2 separate regions of the Canis lupus genome follow, and region 1 is linked to region 2. A link is a contact called in public Hi-C data. All regions are on one chromosome and are shown on one strand. Each heading gives the region's core, a stretch centred on a gene start, on an enhancer-like site or on the middle of the called end of the contact. The rest is flanking DNA. Distances are from core to core; before and after follow the strand shown.

Region 1 (7,635 bases), core at 4,885-7,384, 85 kb before region 2:
AGCTTTGTTCTTTTTCTCAAAATTGCTTTGGCTATTTGGAGTCTCTTGTGGTTCCACACAAATTTTAGGATTGTTTGTTCCATTTCTGTGAAAAATGACATTGCAATTTTGATGGGGAAATTCTTCTACTTTATCAGATGTGTCTTTTATAATACTTTCTCCTTGTCTGTAGCTTGTCTTTTCATTCTCTTGACCCGGTCTTTGCAGAGCAGATATTCATTTTTTTGCATATGAATGTTCAGTTGTTCTATATCATTTGTTGAAAAGATTGTTTTTGCTCCATTTTATTTCCTTTGCCCTTTTGCTAAAGATCAGTTGACTATTTTTGTGTAGGTCTACTTACAAGCTCTCTATTCTGTTCCATTAATTTATTTGTGTATTCTTTCACCAATACCACATTATTTTTTTAAAGATTTTATTTATTTATTCATAGACACACACACAGAGAGGCAGAGACACAGGCAGAGGGAGAAGCAGGCTCCATGCAGGGAGCCCGATGTGGGACTCAATCCCGGGTCTCCAGGATCACACCCCAGGCTGCAGGCGGCGCCAAACCGCTGCACCACCGGGGCTGCCCAATACCACATTATCTTGATTTCTGTGGCTTTATAGTAAGTCTTAAAGTCAAGTAGTATCAACTTGTCCTTCATCTCCAGCTTTGTCCTTCATCAATATTAGGGTGTCTATTCTGGGCTTTTGCCTCTCCATATTCACTTTAGACTCAGTTTGTCACTTTCCCCAAAATAACTTGCTGGAATTTTTATTGGAATTACATTGAATCTATAGATCAGTTGGGAAGAATTGACACCTTGTTGAGGGTGTTTCTGGAAGAGATTAGTATTTCAATCAGTAGACTGTGTAAGGTCACCCTCACCATTATGGGTGTGCATGATCCAATTCATTCAAAAAAGCAGAAGAAGGGCACATTTATTCTCTGCTTGAGCTGGGACATCCATCTTCTCCTGCCCTAAGACATCAGTGCTCCTGGTTCTTGGGTATTTGGTCTTGGGTGGTGACTTACACCATCAGCTCCTTTGGTTCTCAAACCTTCAGACTTGGAGCCAATTACATCACTGGTTTTTCTGGTTCTCCCTCTTACATACAGCAGATCATGGGACTTCTTGGTCTCTCTGATTGTATGAGCCAACTCCTATAATAGATATCTTACACACATACCCATAACTTTTGGTTCTGTTTCTCTATGGCAGGTCATGGGACTTCTTGGTCTCTCTCATTGTATGAGTCAACTACTATAATAGATCTCTTACACACATACCCATAGCTTTTGGTTCTGTTTCTCTGGAGCCCAAATACACTCTTCTCTCTTAGCATATCAATATACTTTTTAAAAAACTTTTTTTAAGTGATTGCCCTAGAATTTGCATTGTACATTTATAATCAATCCAAGCAAACCCCAACACTATTTGGCTTTCCAGGTAGTGCAAGCATCTTATAACAAATTATTCCTACTTTAAAATAATTACAGATTTACAGAAAGTTGCAAAAATGGTACAGAGAAGTCCGTGTACTCTTCACTCCATGTTCCCCACTGGTAACATTTTACATAATTTTAGGACAGAAACAGAACCAGGAAATGGTTATCAGCACAATTCATAGACCTTATTAAAATTTCACCAGCTTCACATATATGCATCTGTGTGTAGGTGTGTGTGCCTGTGCATATAGTACTAGGCAATTTTATCACTTATGTAGATTTGAGTAACAACCACCACTGACTGTAACGGTTATTACCAAATGTAAGGGGAAGTTTGAAATGAGACATTTTGTGAGAGAGAAGGAGGAAGGGACAGAGACAGAGAAGGAGAGGGAGAGGGGGAGAGAGTGAATTAAGTCTAAGAGACTCAAGATCTTGTGGAAATCAGCTATCTAAAAAGACGATCAATTCAATGATATGCAAGGACTACATGTGGCCAACAGTGCAGTGAAATCTTCTCATTGAGGAATCCCTTAAGATTACTAAAGATAAGGAAACAATTTATATGAGACACAAAGACACAAAACTATTCTGGTAAGACCAGATCTGCCTGCAAGAATATCAGAATAGTACACAATAGCCAGAATGCATATATAATGAGTCCAGGCAAGCAGATGCAGAGGAATGCGAGAATATTTCCCTTCATCAGAGAAGAGATCAAGGGGCACGTGTCCACCAAGGTTGGGCTGTACAATTTCTCTACAGGGACACTGGGGGCTTTTGGGGTCAGACAATTCTCTGTTGGGCATGCTTTTATAGGCTGCCCAGATCTTTAGCACTTCTGGCCCTTGGCCACCTGACACCAGGAAAACAAAATACGTTCAACAAAATAAGTATCTAGAGGTTGTGATAATAACCCCAAGCAAGAAGCACAAACCCATTCTTCTTGTCAGAAGAATAATCTTCTCCCCCCACTTCCTCGAGGCTGTGTTTCCACTCAAAGGATCTTTCTTTTTTGTTGTTGTTTTGTTTTTTTCCCCAGAGACAGCCAATAATGGGAGATCTGGATTTTTTTTGGATCTGGATTTTTAAAGTTATTTTTATACGTGCTTTTATTATGGAAAGTGACCGTTTTCTTACACGTGACTGACTTCCATCTCTGCTGGTCTATCCTGAGTAGGCCTGAGCTCATACCACCAAAAAGTGAACAGTACTGAAAGGAAAGAAGGGGTTACCATTCTATCACAGCTGAAATTTAAAAATAAGGGTACAAATTATACAAAAGGCCTTGGTTGGGATTTTATTAAAGTATTTTAATGACACTCAGGGAAGATTGATTTGTTAAATTCTAGCAACGCTTATTCTATCAACTTGAGTTAAGAACTACAAGGAGGTTTAACTTTTAAGAAAAGGAGAGTTCAATTCAATGTGGGCTTATCCTTTGTTGTATTAACACTAAGCTAAGTACTGTAGACTCTTCAAAAGAAGTACTAGCTTTGGTACTTGATCTCAAGAAACTTAGTTTCATTGGGGTAATAATTTATTAACCCTGAAAATAGAGATATTAGATATAGTTCCCATCAGAAGTAATTATAAAAAGAGGTGAGCCTAGGGAAGAGGTGTTTATGACTCCTGAGAGGCACAAAAATCTTTCTAGAGGAGGATAGGAGTGGGGAGCTGGGGTAGAGGTTTGCAACAGGGTTGGAAAGGGAGAAGGAAGGCTGTTTAAGGAAACTTAATTATTGCAGGTAATAGTCAACACATTTCAAGACAAAAGAGAGCAGAAGCTTGTTAAGCAAGACTGAAGAAATAAAATGTTGAGGAAGGGAGCCATTGTCTCTCTCACTTTCATCACTGTTTTAAAGTTACAGGCCAAGTAACAGCCTTTGACACCAGAGCATAAGAGGTATTCTAGGAATTAGAGAGGATGGACGTACTATTGCATCAACACCTATGACATTCTCCATTAGACTGTCTATGGTTCTCAGCCATGACCTAATTTCTATGTACTCTAACTAGGTTCCTAGGGGTCTTGTGGATCAAAAACCCTTATTTTTATAGTCTTAATTTTAACACATGTAGGTGTTTAGAAGGAAGTAATTAAATGTTTTGAAGCTCCTTTCTAGTGGAAATGAATCAAGAATAATATCTTGGTATTTTGTGCAATTAGTGCTGTTTTGATTATATTCTCTGTTTTTATTCTGCTGTTTCCTTTGGGAGGTAAATCACAGCGTGGGAACAGGGATATTTAGCACCCAACTAAAATTTGCTTTGCCAAAACAGATAGTTCGGCTAAGAGTAAACTTGTGTGCTATCAGAAGCACATTGTAAAGCACTGAAATACGGCATGTGGCATTAGTCTTTTTTTCTCTAACTGTGCAAGGACTCTGTCCTCAGGGGCCATGGCCTTGGCTCATGGGAACTTGTGTGATGGCCACTTTACATCAGCACTGTCCTGGCTTCATGAAAAGAAACGGAAATGTGAGTAGAGGGAGCAGTCGAATGTTCTTTCTAAGTGGGAATGAAGAAGGGGTTGAATGGAGAGTGCTTCTTTTTTGACTCTGGCAGTCATTTAAGTTTCTCTGTTCATAATGGAAATAATGAGCTGGTATTTGAATCTACTTTTTAAAATTATTGGAATTTTATAAAATGATTGAAATTGTCCCTGAATGAACTAATCCAGCAGAGGCTGGGGTTCCACTGTTCTGCCCATTGTCCCCTATGGGCCTCTGAGGAGTCCCTTCTTTTGTTTATTCATCTGTCTTTTATCTGCTTTGAGCACTCTGGCTCCAGTTTTGAGATAAATTCTGCTCAAAATAGCAAGAGGCAATCCTGATGGATGCTACTGCATTAAGAACTTGCTGAGTATCTTCACCAGAGGCAGCAGATTCTGAGGCTGGATTTTTCTCACTGGTGAATAAAACAAATGAGGACAATTAGGCACTGCAAAGATACTCGCTGTCACAGTTGTTTTTCTGAGCATAGTGACTGCTTCTTTAAACATCTAATTGAATTCCAAAACGAATTATGCTTCCATTCAGGTAAAATGAAATTTATAATGTTGAAATTTGTATATTAAACTATTTTTTTAAAGATTCTATTTATTTATTCATGATAGTCATACGGGGGGCAGAGACAGAGAAGCAGGCTCCACCAGGATCGCACCCTGGGCCAAAGGCAGGCGCTAAACCGCTGCGCCATCCAGGGATCTGAATCTATTGTTATTTATAATCTGCTAGTGAGGTTAAATGACCCTGTGGTTTTATTAAAGTTTGTGTATTAGTCACAGTTTTCCATAAAAACAGCTCTGTTCCCCTTTCACCCTCCCCAGAGCTGGAGTTTGTGATGGAGAATCCAGAGACACATCCATTGAATGGTCTGGCTTGGGACACTAAATCTAATTCAATCCTTAATTTTACAGAAGGGGACCCAGGCTCAGAGGAAACTCTTGAAATTTTTTCACAGGAGTGAGATTCAGTGTGGTATTTTAAGCACCATAGTTTAAAAGTCATTTATCATAAGACAAAACCAATATTGCAAAGGTAAACTAAAGAGGGCAGCTCTTGAGCAATATTATATCAAGTTGTAGTTGAGGTAAACAATCGATCAAAATCTAAGTTTAGCTAGTGTACATATTCCTTGGAGAATGAGATCCCTATCAGTACAGGATCTGATACATCACAATTTAAACACTCTTACCGCTTTCACAAGCAAGGGCAATTCTATACGACCAGAATATAGCAGTTTATAAACAAAGTCCCTGTCTTTCAGGTTGGACTCTAAGAAACGATAATTATAGTGGAGAAAATAAATAATCATTAATAATGACAATTCTCATAGTTATCAAAGAATGAATATAATCATTGCGTACGAACTACTGTGCCCTTCACTGGCATTTTATTTAAACTTCCCTATTCTTTGTAGCTACCTAAAGATAAATGTACTTAGGTTGCTGAGGGTGGAACCTGCTTGGGTCAAGGTCCCCAATCCTGCTAGTCCTCGTGGACGATCTTGACTGAAACTGCACTTTCTCGTCCAGCAAGGAGGCAACTCTCTTTGCAATTGCTTCCCAAATGTAAACCGACAGGGTGCCAACTCAGACTCGCGGTTATTTGGGTGGGGGCAGGGTGGAAGACAGTTTGATAGTTTGTTCGGTTCGTTTAGTTAAAAATGGAAAGATGGGATCCCTGGATGGTCTAGTGGTTTAGCGCCGCCTTAGGCCGAGGGCGTGATCCTGGGGACCCGGGATCGAGTCCCGCATGGGGCTCCCTGCATGGAGCCTGCTCCTCCCTCTGCCTGTGTCTCTGCCTCTCTCTCTGTGTGTCTCTCATGAATGAATAAATAAAATCTTAAAAAAAAAATAGAAAGATGAGGATGGAGGAAGTGGCGATCTTAAGTTGGAACATCTGTGCTCTTCCTTTTGACACAACCCCAACCTTGAAACTACAGGCCGTCAAAGCAACTGTTAGAGGATCGTTCCTATCTCACAGCCTTGTGGCCGGTGTCCTGGCAGCAGGTGGCGCGCAGCCTCAGAGCCGTCCACGCCTCGGGTCCCTCCTGCCGCCCTAGGCCAGGCGCGGACGCGGGGTTCGGCGGCGCGGGCCTCGCCCACACTCCCCGCCCAGCCCGGGCCGCCCCTCCTCCTGCCACTCTCTGGGCGGGGCCCGGGGCGCGCGGCTCTCGGCCCGGGGAGGCGGCCGCGCCGACTGCCGCGAGCTGCGGCGGCTCCGAGGCGGCCAGTCCTCCCCGGCGAGCCGGGCGCGCGCGGCCGCGATGAGCTGGGAGCTGCTGCTCTGGCTGCTGGCGCTGGGCGCGCTGCTCGCGCTCCTGGTGCAGCTGCTGCGCTTCGTCCGCGCCGATGGCGACCTGACCCTGCTGTGGGCCGAGTGGCAGGGGCGACGCCCAGGTGAGGCCCGGCCGCGCCTCGGGAGCGGGAGGCCGGGCTCCGTGCGGCCGCCCCCGCGCGCCCCGCAGCCCTGGGGGCCGTGCAGCCTGCAGCCTGGGGCGGCCGGGGGTGGGGGTGGGGGTGGGGAGGACGGAGCCGGGCCGAGGTGGCTGGCGGTCGTGCCCCGTGGTCTCCCGTCGGGGTCGGCGAGGGCTCGCCCGCTGGCCCAAGGAAGGGGGCGCTGCGCTGGGCGGGACGCCCTCGGGACTGGCGGCTCCCCCCCCCCACCCCGGCGGCCCCCCTTGGAGAAACAGCGCCCGGCCCCGGACTTTGCGGGCAAGCCTTCTTTCGAGAACCCGAGCCCGGTTTTTCTACTTCCTGAACTTGCTCCTTCTCCCTGAATTGTGAAATAAAATGAGATAATCCGGAGTGACTCCCCTAACTAGCCAAGGGCTAGAAGGATCACCCAGTTGGAACTGGATTTTGCGTGCAGTGAGGTCATTACTGGCCTGCTGAGGGGCGTTCAGCCCATCCCACTGTCACCTGTACCCTGGTGAAAATTTGGTGTCGTTCACTAAACACATTCTCTGTGCGACAGCGATGTGCTCCGCCCTTCGCACACCTGACCTCTGGCCTTTACAGACTCTTACAAAGTAGGCATCATTAATCTTACTTTCCACACAGGGAAACCAGGCTTTGGATCCCTAAGGACTAGGGGCAGTGGGGTTTCCCTGGACTTCGTTTCCTGGACCCGAAAAGCATGTGAGGAACTTTACTGGGAAGCGATAGCAGTTCAGAAGATGGACTCTGCTTTCAAAAAGGCCCTGGGAGGGAAGGGAAGAGACAGGGCTCCTCAGGGTGTCAAACCTGGTTCTTGAGAATCAGATAAAATCTTAGATGGTACCGTGTTTTAGCCCAACCCTACTGGACAAAATTTTATTCCTTAATGTTTCATTTCTCTCGTTGCATTTTCTTGGGAACGACCTCTGGAGTGCTGCCATTATTGGGTTCATGGGAAATGCACCTATGCGAGGTCAAGGCTACAAAGCGATGGCAAATAGATGGTTGTGATTGTCAGGCCTTCTCTTGATGGGTCTTTCTCTTGTCTGATGGCTGCCTTGTGGCTGCTTTGTGGATATTTACATTTGACCCCCAGCGCTTTTGTGTTAACTTGGACTTTGAGATTACCTAAAAATAGCTTTTTTAAAAGAATTTAATTCTGCAAAAGTCATTGGATCCATCAGTTATGTCAAGTGGTGAAGAGGAAGAATGTTGACGATGTCCGAATGAATATCTAACAACTAGTTATATTAAG
Region 2 (7,346 bases), core at 4,473-6,972:
GTCTAAATAGAATAAATAAATATGTAGAGCACTTAATAACAGAAAAAAGGATGATGATTATATGGCTAATTCTTTTTTTGAGAGTTTACAAATAGCCCAACCTGTTAACATTAATACATGTTTGGATTTTAGTCTTACTCAGTTTCTAAATTATTTACAGATGTTTTAGATTTGGTTCCATAGATATACCTTCATTCAAAACATAGTAGTAATATAATACGATATTAGTTCTTGGCCATAAGCAACTTTCAAGGTTATGTCCTCAGTACATACTTTATACACTTTCTTCAGCTATATTTCTGTAAAATTGTAAATTATTAACAACTATCACCATGAGGCTCTCACTATAAATCATTGAAAATAAAATTTTATTTATTTTAGTTACCAAAGCAGGAAAGTATATTGATACATTCAATAAAAGTTTCCTCAAAATGTAAAAAAAAACTTTTTCTGATTGACTGTCGGCTAATTAAGAAAACATTAGGCCATTCAATCACTCCACAGTATTCTGTTCTATGTGTTACATGTGTTATTTTAAATTAGTTTTCTTTTTCAAGTTTTTGTAATTGTACACTTGCATCTTTGTCACTAACTCTAAATTAGCCTTGTTTTTAAAGAATGGTAAGTTTGACATATATAGTGTACTTATTGCTGTAGTCTATAATGTTAAATTGTTACAATTATATGAGACCTATGTGTTGTATTTTTATTTGCATGTATATGTGTATGTGGTATGTACATATGAAATTCACAGATGTACACTATATTGTTGCTTAAAAACTCCAAAGGTGGCAATTTAAAGACTATTTTGTTGCTAATAATGGCTTAATATCTAAAACTGAACAGAGTCCTTCACAAGGTAAATTAACCAGGGAAATATGCCAATTTTGACTTCATTTCCATCCTATTGAATGACTGCATTCATTCTCTTTAGATTTAAAGCTCTTCATTCTACTGTTCCTCAACACTCTTTATAGAATTCCAGCTTGCTTTTCACCTTTTAACAGTTTAACATAGATGGCTGGATCAAGTCCATTGTTCCAATTGTATGTAGCTTAAAAAGCTCTTGCAGTATTTTACTCTTTCCATTGTATCTGGCTTCCCTGAGTGCTCTGCTCACTGCATTTTACTCCTACTCTCTGTTTTCTAAATCCATTTATGCCTATTCTTTCTCAAGACACTTGTTCGTCTGGGAGCTCAAATTGACTTCTCCCCATTCTATTTCCTTAACTAAAAATGCACCATCATTAAGGTTGATTGAACTCTTTTAAAGCACTTCATAAAAAAGTGAAAGACCATAAGAAAGTAGGCTACCAGTGTTTGTAAATACTTGTTTTCAGTCAAAATGATGGGAAGAAATAAGAAATAACTAGAAACTTAAAAATGTTATTGATATATTTTTTTTACAGATTAGCCTCTTTTGGTTGATCTTTGAGAAACATACTTGCAAAACATTTTGGGGAGGAAGAAAAGAGAAAGGGAGCATTATGCTATAATTAAAGATTATAATTATGTTATAATTAAAGATGGAACTAAAGTTTAGTAGAGCTAAACTGCTAAAATGAACTAAAACATTTTCTAGAAAAGAATGTTTTATAGTAAGCAAGGTGTAAAACATGCAGGTCCCTGATTAAAATCTACAGCTTTTATACCACATGATCTTATTTTTTAAATTTAAAATAAAGATGTTATTTAAAAATAAATGTAACCAAAAATGGCTTACAAAAATAGTAAGATCATCACTAACCTTTCCCCCCTCTTTGTAATGTTTAAAAATCTAACTCTTTTGGTATGAAATATATTTAAACATTTGTAAGTTAATTAGAATGTTATCCATAGCCTACGGAAATACTAATTTTTAATGAGAAAAAGAAAAATCTATTTTAATTTTAAACAGCATTTCAGAATCACATGTATTTTATATAGAAAATGATGATGTTGATGATTTGGTTTTTGATATCTTGAAGAGACCATACAGTTAAAGAAAGGCCTAATAAATAAAACATAAATGGTTACTAATTTGATTTCAGATGATTACCACTTTCAAAGCTACTTCTGAATTCCTTTGAATATTCTTTTTTTTTCTTTTTTAAAGATTTTATTTATTTATTCATGCTAGCCACACAGAGAGAGGCAGAGACACAGGCAGAGGGAGAAGCAGGCTCCCTGTATGGAGAGCCCAATGTGGGACTCGATCCGGGGACTCCAGGCAGACATACACAACCACTGAGCCACCCAGGTGTCCCTCTGGATATTCTACATTCAAGTTACTGCATTTCATGTTTTGGCTATAAAATCATTCATTTTATCATAATTGTAAGGAAAAATCCTCACCAAAACAAAAATTTAAGAGAGAAAAAAATGCACAAATTTGTTTTTTTTTTTTTAAAGACTTTATTTATTTATTAATGAGAGATACAGAAAAAGAGAGGCAGAGACACAGGCAGAGGGAGAAGGAGGCTCCATGCAGGGTGCCCGACTTCTGGACTCAATCCCGGGACTCCAGGATCATGCCCTGGGCTGAAGGCAGCGCTAAACCACTGAGCCACCCAGGCTGCCCACAAATTTGGTTTTGAGAAGTGTCTTTTCAGTAGTTTGCAAAACATTTCTTTTTCTTTTCTTTCTTTTTTTTTAAAGAATGAGGGAAAGGAGGGACAGAGGGAGAGAGAAAATCTTCAGCAGGCTCCATGCCCAGCACAGAGCCTGACGCTGGGCTGGACCTCACAACCCTGAGATCATGACCTGAGCTGCAATCAAGATTTGGATGCTTAACCAACTGAGCCACCCAAATGCCCAGATTAAAAAACATTTTTATTCATCAATAAAATAAAAATAGTAATAAAGAATATTATAATTCATATTTTTAAAAGATAAAAACTTCTGGAAATAAAATATTACTAAAAAATAACCGCGTACTTCTTGACTTAGTTCTTAAAGGCGACTGTGAACTAAAATTCCAATTTTTTAAAAAGATTTTATTTATTTATTTGAGAGAGAGAGAGAGAGAGAGAGAGAGCACGAGCAGGGGGAGGGGCAGAGGGAGAGGGAGAAGCAGACTCCCTCCACCGGTGGGGAGCCTAACTTGGGGCTCACTCCCAGGACCCTGAGGACCTGACCTGAAGACAGATGCTTAACTGACTGAGCCACCCAGGTGCCCCCTAAAATTGCAATTTGTACAGTTTTTCTTTAAAACTATTTCAAGGGATCCCTGGGTGGCGCAGCGGTTTGGCGCCTGCCTTTGGCCCAGGGCGCGATCCTGGAGACCCGGGATCAAATCCCACGTCGGGCTCTCGGTGCATGGAGCCTGCTTCTCCCTCTGCCTGTGTCTCTGCCTCTCTCTCTCTCTCTGTGACTATCATAAATAAATAAAAATTTAAAAAAATTTAAAAAAAAATAAAAAAATAAAACTATTTCAAAACAAAACAAGAAACTATTTCAATAGGGGCACCTGGCTGGCTTAGTTGGTAGAGTGAGACTCTTGATCTTGGGGTTGTAAGTTTGAGCCCCAGGTTGGGTGTACTTAAAAAAATAATAAAAATCTTAAAAAATAGTATTCAATAGTGAAGGCAAGCACAGAGAGATGAATAAGAAAGCAAGTAAGCACTTGGAAGTCATCCAGAAGCTCTAAGTATTATAACAGAGGAATCTAACAAATCAGCCAGTTTCTACCTCATAAAAATAATTGATTTGATCTGATTCATTGAATAGCCAACAGAACTTGGCCATAAGTGCTTGCTTCTACTCTTATAGAACTATAAATATTTTACTTCTTTTTACGTAACATTTAATTGAAACAAAGAGCCTATAGCATGACTAACAATAAGATCTAATGTTCTAAAACAAACACTTCTCATAATATATGAAAGATACGAATAAATAATGAAATGGCATGTTACTTAAATATAAGGATTATTTTAAAACTGGCCATGAATGCCTACAAACATACATATGCAGTGCACATTAAATATTCTAAGCAAAACTATGTTCACAACCATAGTTAATTTTGTGTCAATAGTCAGAGAAGTCTAGAACTATAAAAATAGAAGTAAATAATAAATTTCTTATTGAATAATTATAGTCAATCTTCATATATAGAAATTGAAAGATCACTTCGATATTGTCTATATTCAGTTCAGCATTGTAGGCTCCTCATTTATAAAGTGCCCTAATATTTAGCTTTCCTCATTGTGGAATTGTTTTTAATTTAAAACAAGTCATGTATCCATGCATATGGCTACATACAAAATAAATCTATCAGGACATTTGCTGGGAGCAAAGGACTAATTTTACTGTAGAAATTATGCATTTTCCCTAAGCTAAATACACTGGAAGATAATGATAGTTTACAGTTTTTAATATATTAGGGCTCTATGACAGCTGGTTACATAGCACATGAATAATAATTAAATGTTGATTCACTCATAGTAATTGAAAAAGTAATGAATTGGGAGTTGAAAAAAAATCTAGGATTTGATATGATATCTACTCTTTTCCTTATTCCCATTTCTTTATCTATAAATGGAGAAAATACATTTCATATCTACTCCATAGAGTGGGTTATTAGGATAACCATGTAAAATATGGGCTAGTGGTTTGTAAATTTAAAGTACTACTTGCCTGTTTTATCGTAATCAGTTGTGAAGTATGTTACAAAAAATTTATAACTATAACTTAAATTCCTCAGTGTGTGTATTATTTACTTAAATAATTCAGGGCAGATCTAAAGTCACTCTTATAAAAACATCCCTCGTGTTCAATTACATCTTTTTGTTTTGTCAAACAGGAAAGGGATGAAGTTTTAGCTATTGTTTATGAGCTGCACATAACCAATGGCTTAACCCATCTAAGCATTCCCAGGGGAGCATGTTGTCTATCATGTCAGTGTCATCTGCTCTCATGGCAGAAAAGATTCAGAACTGTGCAAATTATGCTAGTAATCATCTCCCTCATTGCTTTATATGAAATTATTTAGCATGTATTCATATCAAAATGTTCTAAAGGTTGGATTCATGTCTGTTTTCTGTATAGTACCTAGCAATGCCTAAGTACATGTTCACATTATTTTTCGTGTTATTATCAAATTATGTATTATTACTGGGGTCCCTGGGTGGCTCACTTGGTTAAACATCTGACTCTTGATTTTGGCTCAGGTCATGATCTCAGAGTTGTGAGATTGAGCCCTGCATGGGCTCTGTGCTGAGCATGGAGCCTACTTAAGATTCTCTCTCCCTTCCCCTCTTCCCTTCTCTCTCTCTAAAAACAATTAAAAAAAAATATGTATTACAAATTAATTTACTTTCAAGAAGAAATTCAGATATAATTAAAAATTTACAATAAAATGGTAAGATATATCTAAATTTAATGATGTATAGTACATAAAAATCAAATGATAGATCTCAAATATATTACAAATGCATAGAAAAAATGGCTACAAGAAAGTGTGCTAAATGTTAAAGGGATGCTGAATAATGAGGTATGTTTTTCCTGCTTCATACTTTTCTAATTCTTGAAAATTCCTTTTCTCTAAGTGAAAGACAGTTACATTTACTTTTCCCACCCAGTTTATTATTTAAAGATAATTGTCATTACAAAAGCAACATATATTCAGTATTTCATTTATACAAAATCATAAAAGAAAAAAGCCGATGATACCAAGTTAGTAACAGAGAACAGACCATCATTGGAGCACTGCAAGGAAAGCAGTTGTCAAAACTAAAGGGCAACAAAGACATCTTCTGGACATCTTAAGAACTGCATAGTTGTTTTTTAAACAAAGGATCTTATTTCCACCTAAGAGCAATAGTTGTTTAAAAACCACCCATTAAGAAGTATCAAATCAATCTATTAAGTTTGAAATTTTAAATGTTACATAATTACTTCATAAACATCAGCGTTTAAAGACGAAAAGATACAAATTATTGCGTATGCATTGGAATTAGTTTCCAAAATATCTTTCAGCCTATTTCCAGGTAGATTATAAAATACACACATTTTAGTAAAAATTTATTTTCATGTAAGGAACATCTAAAATAGTAGGAAAACTACATGCAGTGTTGAACCAATACCTGGAAAATTATAGTAGAATAATTCATGAATCATACAGGCCATTTATATAAAAATATGATTGGCAAGTTAGTCATTAATTTAAAGAACTATATTTAATAAAACAATGTAATTCAAAACCATATTTTTTTCAAAACCATATATGATTGATTTGTGATCTGTCCGAGCAGCATAATGTTTTAGAAAAATTATTTCCAGTGAAATACAATTGTTAAGGGTCTTGAATTTAAATGTGTCCACTCAGTTTGTCCTTTTTAGCCTAAAACTGCTTGTAAAATTATATTACTATGGGTACAATTAACAAATCCTTTATTTGAAATAGTACTTTTTTATTCTTAGAGCATGAATACATGGTTGCACCAACTCTTAGCCACCTTTAGAAAGTACTACTGATGCCCATAATTTGCATCTCTAAACAAATCCTAGGGAAGATATGGTTTAAGGTATTTTTTCCCAATTATAGTCCTAAAATACTAATTTGTAGCTCAGTGAACAAAGTTCAACTTGTTTTAGTAATAGTTGTGTTTGGTAAGAAATGTATGCTTTAGTTTTAGGTAACTCCAACTAAATAAATATTCAACAAATAAAATATACTTATTTACTAGAATTGCCTTTTTTAGTATCTTAATATGACAGGCTACAATAAGATTTTGTAACTAAATGCTTCCAATACTAGGACTAAATATTTGATTCTCTGTTTTATGTCACTTCTATCTTTTCAAATTGTATGATATAACGGTTCATGGTTTTTCTAATATAGGAATTCAAATAAATAATAAAGGTAATCATAATGAGAGTTTAAGAGGGGTGATATTAAATAAAATTCAACCAGGGTGATAGAGATTATCTTCATATGGAACTGAAGTGCTTCAGTAAAATAAGTAACACGATTATCTCATATATTTTTTTCACCAGCTCTGTCTGCTAGTTTTTGTATAACTCCTAAACAGAAATAGGTTTCTTTGTGTATATTCATTTCTCTAGGCAGTTTCATTTGATTTGATCTTGGAAAGTACTGCCAGGAATTCTATCAGAAATAAAATATTTATGAGTCAAATAATTATGACTTATTTTCTTAATGGATCAGCTAATTAAGGTAATTCTGCAGTAAAAAATTTTATGTGTTCAATTTCAAAAAGACAGTACAACAGAGAAAGTGATCCTATTCTTGGACATCTAAAAATCAGGTTATCCTAAGGAGTCAGTAGAATGTGACCAGACTAGCAGGGAAGTCAGTAGAGCGAGAGCCAGGCCTACCCTAGGTCTGCTGCTGAGTTGGTCAC

The links. A called contact is a pair of places that touch in the nucleus more often than the background predicts.
Region 1: a contact with region 2 is called in a Hi-C map of blood, with 5 times the contacts expected there. The contact joins the promoter of DHRS7 here to the enhancer-like site in region 2. A contact is called at or near these places in 6 of 9 Hi-C or Micro-C datasets (amygdala, blood and liver).

What each region holds. Positions count from the first base shown.
Region 1 is chr8:35,550,548-35,558,182 of UU_Cfam_GSD_1.0, reverse strand. It overlaps DHRS7 (dehydrogenase/reductase SDR family member 7), which reads left to right and starts at 6,134. Exons shown (of 7, transcript XM_038544860.1): 1 at 6,134-6,341. The coding sequence starts at 6,209.
Region 2 is chr8:35,465,022-35,472,367 of UU_Cfam_GSD_1.0, reverse strand. All of the region lies in intron 33 of LRRC9 (leucine-rich repeat-containing protein 9), which reads right to left. Among named protein-coding and RNA genes, the nearest start is that of PCNX4, 21 kb to the left of the region's middle. Within about 2 kb of position 5,722, at least 1 of the 20 cell types and tissues checked has an H3K27ac peak or open chromatin away from gene starts, as enhancers often do. A contact at or near this core is called in blood, where this site is marked.